Linked DNA regions of Bombyx mori: region 2 is linked to region 1. The links are chromatin contacts, called in public Hi-C maps. All regions are on one chromosome and are shown on one strand. Each heading gives the region's core, a stretch centred on a gene start, on an enhancer-like site or on the middle of the called end of the contact. The rest is flanking DNA. Distances are from core to core; before and after follow the strand shown. Region 1 overlaps LOC101737447 (pre-rRNA 2'-O-ribose RNA methyltransferase FTSJ3). Region 2 overlaps E75 (nuclear hormone receptor E75).

Evidence for each region. A called contact is a pair of places that touch in the nucleus more often than the background predicts.
Region 2: a Hi-C map of posterior silk gland shows a contact between it and region 1, with 3 times the contacts expected there. The contact joins two enhancer-like sites. A contact is called at or near these places in 3 of 7 Hi-C or Micro-C datasets (midgut, posterior silk gland and whole pupa).

The regions. Positions count from the first base shown.
Region 1 is chr10:7,764,744-7,770,548 of ASM3026992v2, reverse strand. It overlaps LOC101737447 (pre-rRNA 2'-O-ribose RNA methyltransferase FTSJ3), which reads right to left. Exons shown (of 10, transcript XM_004927547.5): 8 at 5,565-5,759; 9 at 5,254-5,453; 10 at 4,653-5,148. The coding sequence ends at 4,711. Among protein-coding and RNA genes, the nearest start is that of LOC101737447, 9.4 kb to the right of the region's middle. Within about 2 kb of position 2,093, at least 2 of the 8 cell types and tissues checked have open chromatin away from gene starts, as enhancers often do.
Region 2 is chr10:7,843,207-7,849,011 of ASM3026992v2, reverse strand. It overlaps E75 (nuclear hormone receptor E75), which reads left to right. Exons shown (of 5, transcript NM_001043577.1): 3 at 1-72; 4 at 3,410-3,645; 5 at 3,751-5,608. The coding sequence ends at 5,271. LOC134199506 reads right to left here. Exons shown (of 2, transcript XM_062670562.1): 2 at 5,782-5,805. Among protein-coding and RNA genes, the nearest start is that of LOC134199506, 7.4 kb to the right of the region's middle. Within about 2 kb of position 3,176, at least 1 of the 8 cell types and tissues checked has open chromatin away from gene starts, as enhancers often do.

The sequences.
Region 1 (5,805 bases), core at 844-3,343:
TAAAAACTGGTTTAAGGCGCCATCTGTTTTAGACTTATGAAACTTAGAATGAATAACAATAATCAACTTAAGAAATCATTTTATTGTTAACTAGCTTTTGCCCGCGACTTCGTCCGCGTGGAATAAGTTCACAAATAATGCTTTATTTTAGAACAAATTTGGTTACCATAAAAACGTTATAGTGAGCCAACCTTAACATATAGACATATTTTATGCTGTCGCGGACTTTTTTTAAGATCTTTTAAAGGGGAACAATTCTGTCAAACATTATTATAGCGAAACTGTAACCGTTTCTGCAGCGCACGCAGCGGAAGCTCTCAAAAGGGAAAAACTCCGATTTTGATACATTCTTTATTGGTGCTCCGCTTGCATTGGTCTTAGCGTGATGTTATATACCCTCCTCGATAACTGAACTATCTAACACTGAAAGAATTGTTCAAATCGGATCAGTAGTTCCTGAGATTAGCGCGCTTAAACAAACAAACTCTTCAGCTTTATAATATTAATAGTATAGATTAATAAATATTGAGACCGTTATCGAAATATAACCATCCTATGGCTCAAGTTGGAACAAGCACACATATTTAAAAAAAAAGTTAAAATCGGTTCAATAGTTTAGGTGTCCATCGCAGACAAACAGCGTGACACGTAATTTATGTATATTAAGATAAAGGTATAGGTCCTCGTTTGCACTTCATCACGGCTTTTATTGTCGTATCGAGAACGTAAAACGTCTGAATAATGCTCGCAACTGAAAAGTGTTCACCTTCGACGGGCCTATTATGAGTCCATTTCGGCTAACGACCACTCATCGAGAGGTTAATCGCGGTTCACCTGCAGCTAACAGTAACTGTCAGCGTTCGCTTTGTTTGTCTCCGTTTGCTGGCTGTTTCAAAGACGTTGGCCATGAACGTGGTCGCTCACCCGTACGGCTCACATTAAACTATACAATTTTATAGTGCGGGGGCGAATAACTGTCACTTACACAAGATTTCTGTGATGTCCGTTATCTCTATATAGCTCTATATCTCTATAGCTTTAGATTACTGATTCATGAAATACGAACAAACTGAAAAGAATTTGCTATACAAAAATCAATATATAAATCAAATTAATATTGTTATGATGTATTATAGATTATCCTGCATTTCGTACAAGATACACAGAACATTAGCACATATGTATATAACTCCCACAGGCGTTCAGGAGTCTCGTTGCCGTTAGGTCTCGTGTCCAAAGAATCAAAGTAGCATCCACAAAGAGCATAGGACGGAATAACATCCGAGAATTCTTATTATGATAACAGCGCTTCGGATTGTTCACCAGAACATCGCCTATTCTGGCTATTACAGTAAGCTCATCTTCTTTCCTTTGATGTAATTTTACAAACATCTGTTATCTTTCTTCGCAAAATCAACCCAATGATAATAAGCTTAATTGATTATATTTAAAACAAATATTTGTCCAAACGCCAAGCGAAATGACGGCATAAAATAACCAAAGAATAACATTATCCTGACTTCGTGCCAGGCGTATCAATTAATTAAAGGTATTTAAATTTAGTCAACTTGCAACATCACTTTAGGTCCTCCGCAATACTATTTCTTTCTTCTCGCCGTTGATCGCATTAGGTGAAGACAGCGCATGTCTCCAGTCCAATTTAATTTTGCTTACAATTTTACGGTCGGCGGCCTTTGCATCAATACCAAGGTTTACTACCAAAACTCCTTGATAATACTAAGTATTGGATTGAGTATCGACGCTAAAATTAAACGAATAAAATTGAAATTAAAGTGATAATCCTACGACTGTAGACTCTGAACATGAGGAAATCGTGCAAGTACTAAAATCACATAAGAACGTCTGATCTTGTAGGTTACTTAGCAAAGAAAAGTAAGTAGGTATATACCTAATCGAAATTTTTCTGTCAAGATATACTATTCAGTTCAACATCTTGACGCAAAGTTGACTATAAACGTAACAATAGATTGGAAACGAAAATCCATTATGGAAGATTACTGAACAGGGAGGGTTGTATGGCGTGCCAGAGTGGAATGGAACCAATGACCTTGTAAGAGCGAGGTCAAAGCAACCGCCCATTCCCCACACGCCTCCGCACCCTACACCTATATTACTTACCTGAACCTGTGCATGTCGTTTTAAACCCTCAACCGGATACTATTAAAATCACCTATTAATTAAGTACCAATTTTTCGCACCCTTAGAATTGATTCTACTGATGGCAGGGCACAAGTGTCTACCGAAGCTCATTATAACCTCTGTTGCGACACGTGATCGAAGTCTTGATTCCAGAAATCGCGAAATTTAAACAAGTGCTAAGGGTTATTGCAATAATAAAAACAAGCTCTTAGAGCTTAGGTAGATAAATCTTTGAACATATTAGCGAACTGTATTCTTTAAGAATGTATAATAATACATAATACGGTAAGTTTTCATAATAGAGATTTTCTTTTTATTGCTTAGATGGGTGGACGAGCTCACAGCCCACCTGGTGTTAAGTGGTTACCGGAGCCCATAGATATCTACAAGGTAAATGCCGCCACCTACCTTGAGATATGAGTTCTAAGGTCTCAGTATAGTTACAACGGCTGCCCTACCCTTCAAACCGAAACGCATTACTGCTTGACGGCAGAAACAGGCAGGGTGGTGGTACCTACCCGTGCGGACTCACAAGAGGACCTACCACCAGTAATTACACAAATTATAATTTTGCGGGTTTAATTTTTATTACGCAATGCTATTCCTTTACTGTGGAAGTCAATCGTGAACATTTGTTAAGTACATATTTCTTAGAAAAATTATTACCCGTTTGAGATTCGAACACCGGTGCATCGCTCAACACAAATGCACCGGACGTCTTATCCTTTAGGCCACAACTACTTTCGAATATACTAATAATAATATTAGTATATTCGAAATATATTGAAATATAATTAGGCATATAAATGCGAACTAGCCGTACTCGTCCGCTTCGCTGGGCATTTAAATTAACCATTATTATTTATTGTCATTATTATTAGGGAGTCCAACACTCATAAATATTAGCCTATCCATTAAGTACATGTATTTTCTACATGGATACCAAGTTTTAAGTCAATCGGATGCATGGTTCAGTAGTTATAACGGAACATCCGTAAAAACCACTGTAGATTTATATATCCATATATTAATACGTGAAGGATAAACTTTGTATCCTTTTTACGAAAATAGCGTGGACGGAGGAGCATGAAATTTCTCACACTTAGAGAGCTATAGAGAAGGAGTGCAGAATGTTAATATTTTTTTAAATTATGCCTAAATAATACATTAAATCAATAAAAGAAACATGACACATACTACCACGTACCATGTACTCTTCGTTCATTGTCAAACTTTAGTTATTGTTCCAAGTCTGTGGTCAAATTGAGAATAGATTAATATTTTTTGTCTATTATGTAGCCTTCGCGAAACCTGTGATTATAGGAAGTAAAATAATAGTCTTTATAACTTATAATTTCAATTAATTATAGTCGAAATTCGACTACCGGGGCACCCCTAGTTAGTATAGATATGCTAATATTATTAAGATATTTTGTTGATATGTAGTAAAGTGGTCGGGATTGGGCGGCAGAGGGCACGGAACGGTCGGTAGCGCGTCGGCGGCGAGCGGCCTTGGCCGTGATCGTGCGCTCGATATAGCGCTGCCGACCCTCCGTTTGCCTCCATATAACACCCCCTCAAGGCCTCCAAACTCATCCCATGTTACAATTTCTGTTCTTCTTCGCTCTCTTCCATTTTTAAGAAAAACTTTTAATAAAGACCGTGAAAATTAATTTCCAAAGTAAAACAGAACAGAGCCTATTTACCGGTGAATAACTATTCAATGTTGTAGTTTAAAACCAGAACTAAACATGTCAGCAAATAATTTCAATATATTTATTAATAATTTTCCACAGAATATCGGTAAAGGTCATGACTGGGAAGTAACGAGAAATTATTTAACCGTCTGCTGGCGGGAAGGTTATTTTGTTTTATTGTGCACACTAAAACAATGGGTATAAAATTATATTTGTTGATACGAATCAATCCTTCGCAAAATCACTAAAGAACATTAGTAGGCAGACGGCGTAGTTGGAACGAATCAGAATTAGACACCAAGGCCACAAAACGAAATGATATCATTTATATAGCATGTCTGTCCCTGAACTCGCCGCCGAATGACGCACGTGGATTCGAATATCAACCCTGACCTTAGTAGTAAAAATAATCTCTGTAATGCTAGCTAATGGGTCTAGCCACCCTGATACAATTACCAAGGGTCAACATAAATCAATCTACATTAAATTGACATAATTCATCCAGCACTAAAGTAAATTGATAACACCCTATATGTATTAAAGAGGGTGTAGAGAAATGTTCCCAAAAACGATAGGTAACAGGTAATAGGTGTTGGTGAATGAAAATCGATAGCTAAAAATAATTGTTAAATAGTTTAAAATTTTATGCAATACATAATGAGCGTTACGTCCTTTACATTGGGTCCAGAAATTAGATTGGGCACGTAAATGATCATTCTATTTACGTTAAGGTGTGTGTTACTGCTACCGTTTCGGCCTTCGAGATTAGTTTCGAGGTTCAGAATAAAAAATCAATTAAATAATAATAAATTTATAAAAGAAACTTTTATTTCTGTTTTAACAACACAAGTGATCACTTTGCTTTTCCTTTCTTTTTGGGGACTTTTTTAGGCTTGTTTTGTTTCTTGGGTTGTTTTTTACCTCGACCTTTTGTTTTCTCCTTTGCCTTTTGGGCACGTAAGTCCTTTTTCATGCGCGGATCTACCACTTTGTACTGGCCCTTAACGCCCTGTGGTCTCTTCATACGCTTAGCAGTTGTATGTTTCTTGGCCACCACATAAGTGATTTTCTTTTTACCATCAGATTGTGCCTTCTTGTAAAGTTGTCTCACTTGTTGTGCTTTCTCTCGCTCGGACATATCAGCGTTCTCCATTACCGCCTCGACTTTTTTCTTTGCACGTTCCATCTTTTTGATCAAGCGCTTCTTCTTCCGCGCTTTGGCTTCAATCACCTTCTTGATAGGCCTCACATTGATGTCTTGTAATCTATTCTTGTATTCATCAGTATACTTCTGTAATAAAATAAAATGATGAATTTTAATGTACATGTTTGTCATCATGTTTTGATATACATATTTACTTGCACAAATTATTTAAGTATATCCATTATTGCTCACCTCCGGTATCACAATGTCTTTCTTCATATGTTTCTTTTCATCTTCCATAAACCAATCTGGTAAGTTTTTATCGTTAAACGCGTATCTATTCCACGCGTCATCAATTAAATCCCTCTTGAATTTTTTTGATGTAGCTATCATGGTTCCTAAAGCAAGTGTCTCTGCGTCCATTTTCAAAGTTTTCTTTAGTTTTTTCAGTTCTGTAAATAAATTTGAAGCTGATTGAACACAATTTTAACAGACAATTCAGTATCCTCGTTTATTTGATGAGAATTTTCTTTATGCAATTTAAAAAATCTTGCTTAGCTTACCTGGATCTTGGGAGACAACTTCAAAACCTTCTTTGCCGGCTTTTGGCCCAGCACTAGAAGCACTGGGAGTAACGTTTTCTTCAACATCATAATCACTGTCAGAGGAATCATCATCTGAACTCTCGTTGTCTGACAATTTTCTTTTTAGTGCACTGGTTTGTTTACTTGACTCCACATCTTCAATGACTTTCTTCCCTATGTAAAATCACACACTTAACTCAGATTAACTCTCAAAACATAT
Region 2 (5,805 bases), core at 1,927-4,426, 77 kb before region 1:
TCAGGATTAACAGGAATCGGTGCCAGTATTGCCGACTGAAAAAATGCATCGCCGTCGGAATGAGCAGAGATGGTGAGTTACACATACATTTTTTCCTGTTCATATCAGATTGATAAAAAAATTATAGTTTTAAAATTGTAATTTTATAATGAAATATTTTTATAACGAAATATATGACACCAATGTCTCTGATAACCCTTTTAAAACTTTCGTATTTTATCAATTTATCAGTTTCAATTCAAACCAATATGACTGTGTATTTACAAGAACCTTATATAAACAAATAATATTTCATTATAAGGATTACAAAAAAATTATATTTAAGACATATTTTTAAAAGTCGTCTAGGGTTTAGTAAGCGTTGCGCGCATACACATTAGATTGCTGCATATCCATACACAATTAGCGAGGGAAGGTCGTTTGCACGGCGAGCCAGCCCGCCAAGTGGGCCACGGTACGCGCGTGTGAGCAGATCCTATTTCTTGTGGCGAGTGCAGAGGGCCCGCGGGGAGGGCGTGCTGTGTGGGAGGTCGGTTATGCAAGCCGGGTGAGCGCGCTCTAAGCAGGTCGACGTCCGCGCGTTGCGACACACGCCAGCCTCGCCACCGCACGCGGTGAAAGCAGAGAAAGGCGCATTTCGTAAGCTCGAGAGTGAAATTTATGTTTTCACTTTCGTAATGCAGTTGATTGACCCCAAGCAACTTTCTTGTCGTTACAATCAAGATGTCATCTTGATAAAATATCAGGTTGATATCGCACAACTGTCGCGTACTTAATTTAAAGCGCGATGCAAAAATCGGAAATCAGAGATACAGTAATAAAATGTAAGTCTTCAATAATTTGCAAAATTATGGGCAATGTCATGAGACATGTTAACCGTTAATGGTGTAGCAGAGCAACAATTCTCTACATTTTTATTTTTAATGATTTTTAGTAGAGTTCTTCAGGATATTATGTTTTAGTAACAGTAAAAATATTTTTGCGATTAAAAACGAAAAAAAATCAGCAGAACCAGCAGTTTTTTTTGTAATGATTTAAAACAAAAAATGCAGCATAGAATATTTTAAATTTTCTTCATAAAGTAATTTATATCTCACGTCATTCACGATGAGGTGCAAATCTTAGCTTGCTAGTACCGCTACCCGACAACAGATGGCGCTGTGCAGTGTTTCAAAACTTGGCTAGTCCTTTGGAACTGCTTAACTCTAACTGTTCTATAGACGTGGGAAATTACTTATCGCAGTAAGAGGTCTTGGAAAGGGGTTAAAAAAAAAACAATGAAAATGTGTGATCATGAATTAGTTTTCACCTATGATTTGAATTGATTGTTCCACCGTAAACATTGTACATACTTATGTATAATAAGTTCAGACCTCGTAGCGGTTTCGTAGCCCTGCTACGAATTAACTTAGCATCTTTATTTCCTTCTGCGGTTAAATGATAATGAAAACTAAATAAAAATAAAAATGTAACGTACAATAAAATTTTATTATGCGAACGTGCAAAATCCTTGAGCTCCGGGAACTAGGAAATGAACAATTCGAGATAAATGTAAACTTTAATTAGGAAACCAGATGGCTCAACCTGAAAAGCGACTAATAAAATTGACGTGTCACGTCATATATCGGCAAGGTTGAGAGATCTGGTAGGCGGCGCGCGTGCTTGGTGGGGGCAGGGGCCTGCGTGGAGTTTATTGACGGTTCCCCCCGCTCTCGGTCCCCGCGTCAAGTTCAAGGTTGGCGAGGCGCGCGCCGCGGCGCAGTGCGAGGGAGTCCGGACCGCGCACCGGTCGTCAGCCCTCATTGCTAGCGCTATGTTATTAAGTCGTTCACCAGTTCGAGTCGAGAACGCGAGACTCTCTCACAGTGATCGCTCTGGTGTTCGCCGCTAACTACACCGCGGTGCTCAGACATTCGCTCACATTGGATTGCAACTCTATTATTCACGGATTACAGTGTTAGTGTGATTTAAAACAATATCTTAAGTGACATGTGACATTTTGCCTAGTGCTTCAATTAATATAGTCAGAATTACAGTTACCATTATTAGTGGCCATTGGCTGTGAACTTAATTTTTATTAGTAATCATAATTATACCAAACATGGGTGAAGATTTACCAATTCTCAAAGGGATCCTCAATGGTGTTGTGAAATATCACAATGCACGTATGTATCTATTTTATTTAGTAATGCTAAAAACAAATTACAACGTGAATTACAAATAAAACATTTAAATTTATTTTATTACATTTAAAAGTCATAAATAATTTTCATCGAAACGTCTAGTTGCTACAAGAACTAGAACAAACTATACGAAAGATACGATCTAGATTTAACTCGTCTACGAATTTATGAATAGCTTTGAGTGTTATTGAGAATCAAATTTATTTGATCGGATTAAATCATTGCTTACTAATAAATGATTTTCTAAAAAAAAAATATTTATTTGAAATGTAGTAAGTAATAATATGACATAGCCAATTCCGCCATTACCGAATATGAAAAATAGGAAGAACAATATCAATAAAAGTTAGCAACGAAGAAATAAATTTATTAATGCTTTATACATATACTGATATCGATATTAATAATATACAAATTGGTACTTAATAAATAGTATTATTATAATAATAAGTATTTTTTAAACTCGAATTTGGAAGAGAGGTAATCAGCGAGAGAAAAAAGCCTAAATGGATTACATTAGCCTATTGGTATAATTTAAAAAAACTTTTGAGAACCAGGTCTATTGTTTTAGTCTACAAATGCAATTGTGTATTGTAAAGTTGCGAATAAAAGGGGAAGTACAATGATCGACGAGAAACAATGGGATCTCGCATCTGGTGCGGCCCACATTGAGCAGCGAAAGTTAAGAGAAATGGCGAGAGGGCGCTCGCTCTCTGCTTTCGTTTTCAACCGTGAGCTGTGCGCATAAACACTTTCACCGAGCCTCGGGCACGAACAGCGCAAGCGGCGGGCCTGTTACGGGCGCATGTTACTTTTCGATCCGTGCTGCACCTAATACGAGAAAGTCGTCACACTTTTCAGTATGACCTCGGGCATTGTCATTCGTCATTCGAACTAGTTCACCGAATCGCGACGCGTTCAGTAAACCTCGCTCCGTTGTATAAAGGCATCAGACAGGGGTAGCTCCCTGCTGACACGACGGCCGATGACCTCTGTTCTCGCGGCGTCAGCTGCGCGTGCACATGGCTCGCTTTGTGCCTGTATGCACGCATGCTAAACGACAGCTGCAGCCCGATGTATGTTTAGTCGCGACCTTGCGCAACATCCCCTTTATTAGTCTCGGCCGCGATCAACGCACCGATCAATTGATTTTTAAAACGTCCTCTTCTTTGTAGTATAAGGATATTGTGAGATTTATGCTAAAGTGACACTATCTATTGTTGCAGCTGTGCGATTCGGTCGTGTACCCAAACGCGAGAAAGCGCGTATCCTCGCAGCGATGCAACAGTCGTCGTCGTCTCGTGCACACGAGCAAGCAGCTGCCGCTGAACTTGATGACGCTCCTCGGTTGCTGGCGCGAGTGGTGCGCGCTCATCTCGACACGTGCGAGTTCACGCGTGATCGCGTCGCTTCCATGCGAGCCAGAGCTCGCGACTGTCCCACCTACTCGCAGCCTACTCTGGTAAGTATCAAGAATAACGCATCCACAAAAAGAATACGAATTGTATATTTTGTCAAATAATAAAAGCACGAACAAAAAATAACAAAGCGTTTCTATTTGTTTTAGGCTTGCCCACTAAACCCGGCGCCAGAGCTGCAATCTGAAAAGGAATTTTCGCAACGTTTCGCCCATGTGATACGTGGCGTGATTGACTTTGCCGGCCTCATCCCTGGCTTCCAGCTGCTGACCCAAGATGACAAATTCACGCTGCTCAAAAGTGGTCTGTTCGATGCATTGTTCGTGCGACTCATCTGTATGTTTGACGCTCCTCTTAATAGTATCATCTGTCTCAATGGGCAACTGATGAAGAGAGACTCCATCCAGAGCGGTGCCAATGCAAGGTTTCTCGTTGATTCTACTTTCAAGTTTGCGGAACGTATGAATTCCATGAATTTGACGGACGCGGAAATAGGACTTTTCTGTGCTATAGTCCTCATCACTCCGGATCGGCCTGGCCTGCGAAACATAGAGCTAGTGGAAAGAATGCACTCGCGACTGAAGGCGTGCTTGCAAACTGTCATTGCACAGAACAGGCCAGAGAGACCTGGGTTTTTAAGAGAATTAATGGATACATTACCTGATTTACGCACTTTAAGCACGCTTCACACAGAAAAACTTGTTGTTTTCCGAACGGAACATAAGGAGTTATTGCGTCAACAAATGTGGAATGAAGAAGAAGGTGTTTCCTGGGCCGATTCCGTAGTGGAGGAATCAGCTCGTAGCCCCATCGGGTCTGTATCCAGCAGCGAGTCCGGGGAGGTGCCGAGTGACTGTGGCACTCCTTTACTGGCAGCAACGTTGGCCGGTCGCCGGCGACTTGACTCTCGGGGCTCTGTCGATGAAGAAGCTCTCGGCGTCGCACATCTGGCTCACAACGGACTCACCGTGACGCCCGTCCGCCCTCCTCCCCGGTATCGGAAGTTGGATTCCCCGACTGATTCGGGTATTGAATCTGGCAACGAGAAACACGAGAGGATAATCGGACCCGGGTCGGGTTGTTCTAGTCCGCGGTCGTCCTTAGAAGAGCACACCGAGGACAGACGGCCCACCGCGCCCGCCGATGACATGCCCGTGCTCAAACGTGTGCTTCAGGCTCCACCTTTGTACGGCGGAACTTCTACATTGATGGATGAAACCTACAAACCACACAAGAAATTCCGCGCTATGAGGCGCGACACCGGAGAAGCAGAGGCTCGTCCAGTGCAGCCGACGCCGTCGCCACAGCCGCTGCACCCGCACCCGGCCAGTCCGGCTCATCCGGCTCATTCGCCGCGACCACCGCGCATTTCTCTGTCATCCACGCATTCGGTGCTCGCTAAAAGTTTAATGGAGGGGCCGAGAATGACTCCTGAACAATTAAAACGTACCGATATGATCCAGCAGTACATGCGGCGAAATGAAGCTGGTTCTAGTGTGGAAGGATGTCCGCTGCGAACTGGAGGGCTGCTGACCTGCTACCGCGGTGCGTCTCCGGCTCCGCCGCCAGTGCTGGCGCTGCAGGTGGACGTGACGGACGCGCCGCTGAACCTCTCCAAGAAGTCGCCGTCGCCGCCTCGTTCGTACATGCCGCAGATGTTAGAGGCGTGAGGCCGGCCCGCGGAGCCGCGAGTCTCCGCCACCCCACCCCGACCTACTTTAAATTAAATAAACTAGATAATAGTAATCGTTCGCAGATCGTTTTAATATATTATATGTGATAATTCGTGTAGGACGTGTGCGTGCGTGGCCGGCGCCGAACGAGGAGAGCGCAATAGACTGAAAATTAACATAATTTAAGACTATATAAGTGTAATTTATAATACAATGCAGCGCCGGTCGTGGTGTGTTTGTGTGTATTGTATGTGCGTATGTGAGCGTGCTCAGTCATTTGTTTGTTAATATAATGACAGGTTGTCGAATTAAATAAAACAAATTGTAAGAATTACTCCTGCCTATTATTTACAACTACCCCTATATAAATTTATTACTAAATATAGGTAAAAACAAAAGACAGAACACAATAAGTTATATCTGAAGTCTTCATCTATGATATTTCTTATTTGACATTTACACTATTCACACTTGATAGAAAATACAGTATAGAATAAAAAAAAGTGATTTTAAAATCAAGTTTAATGTTAT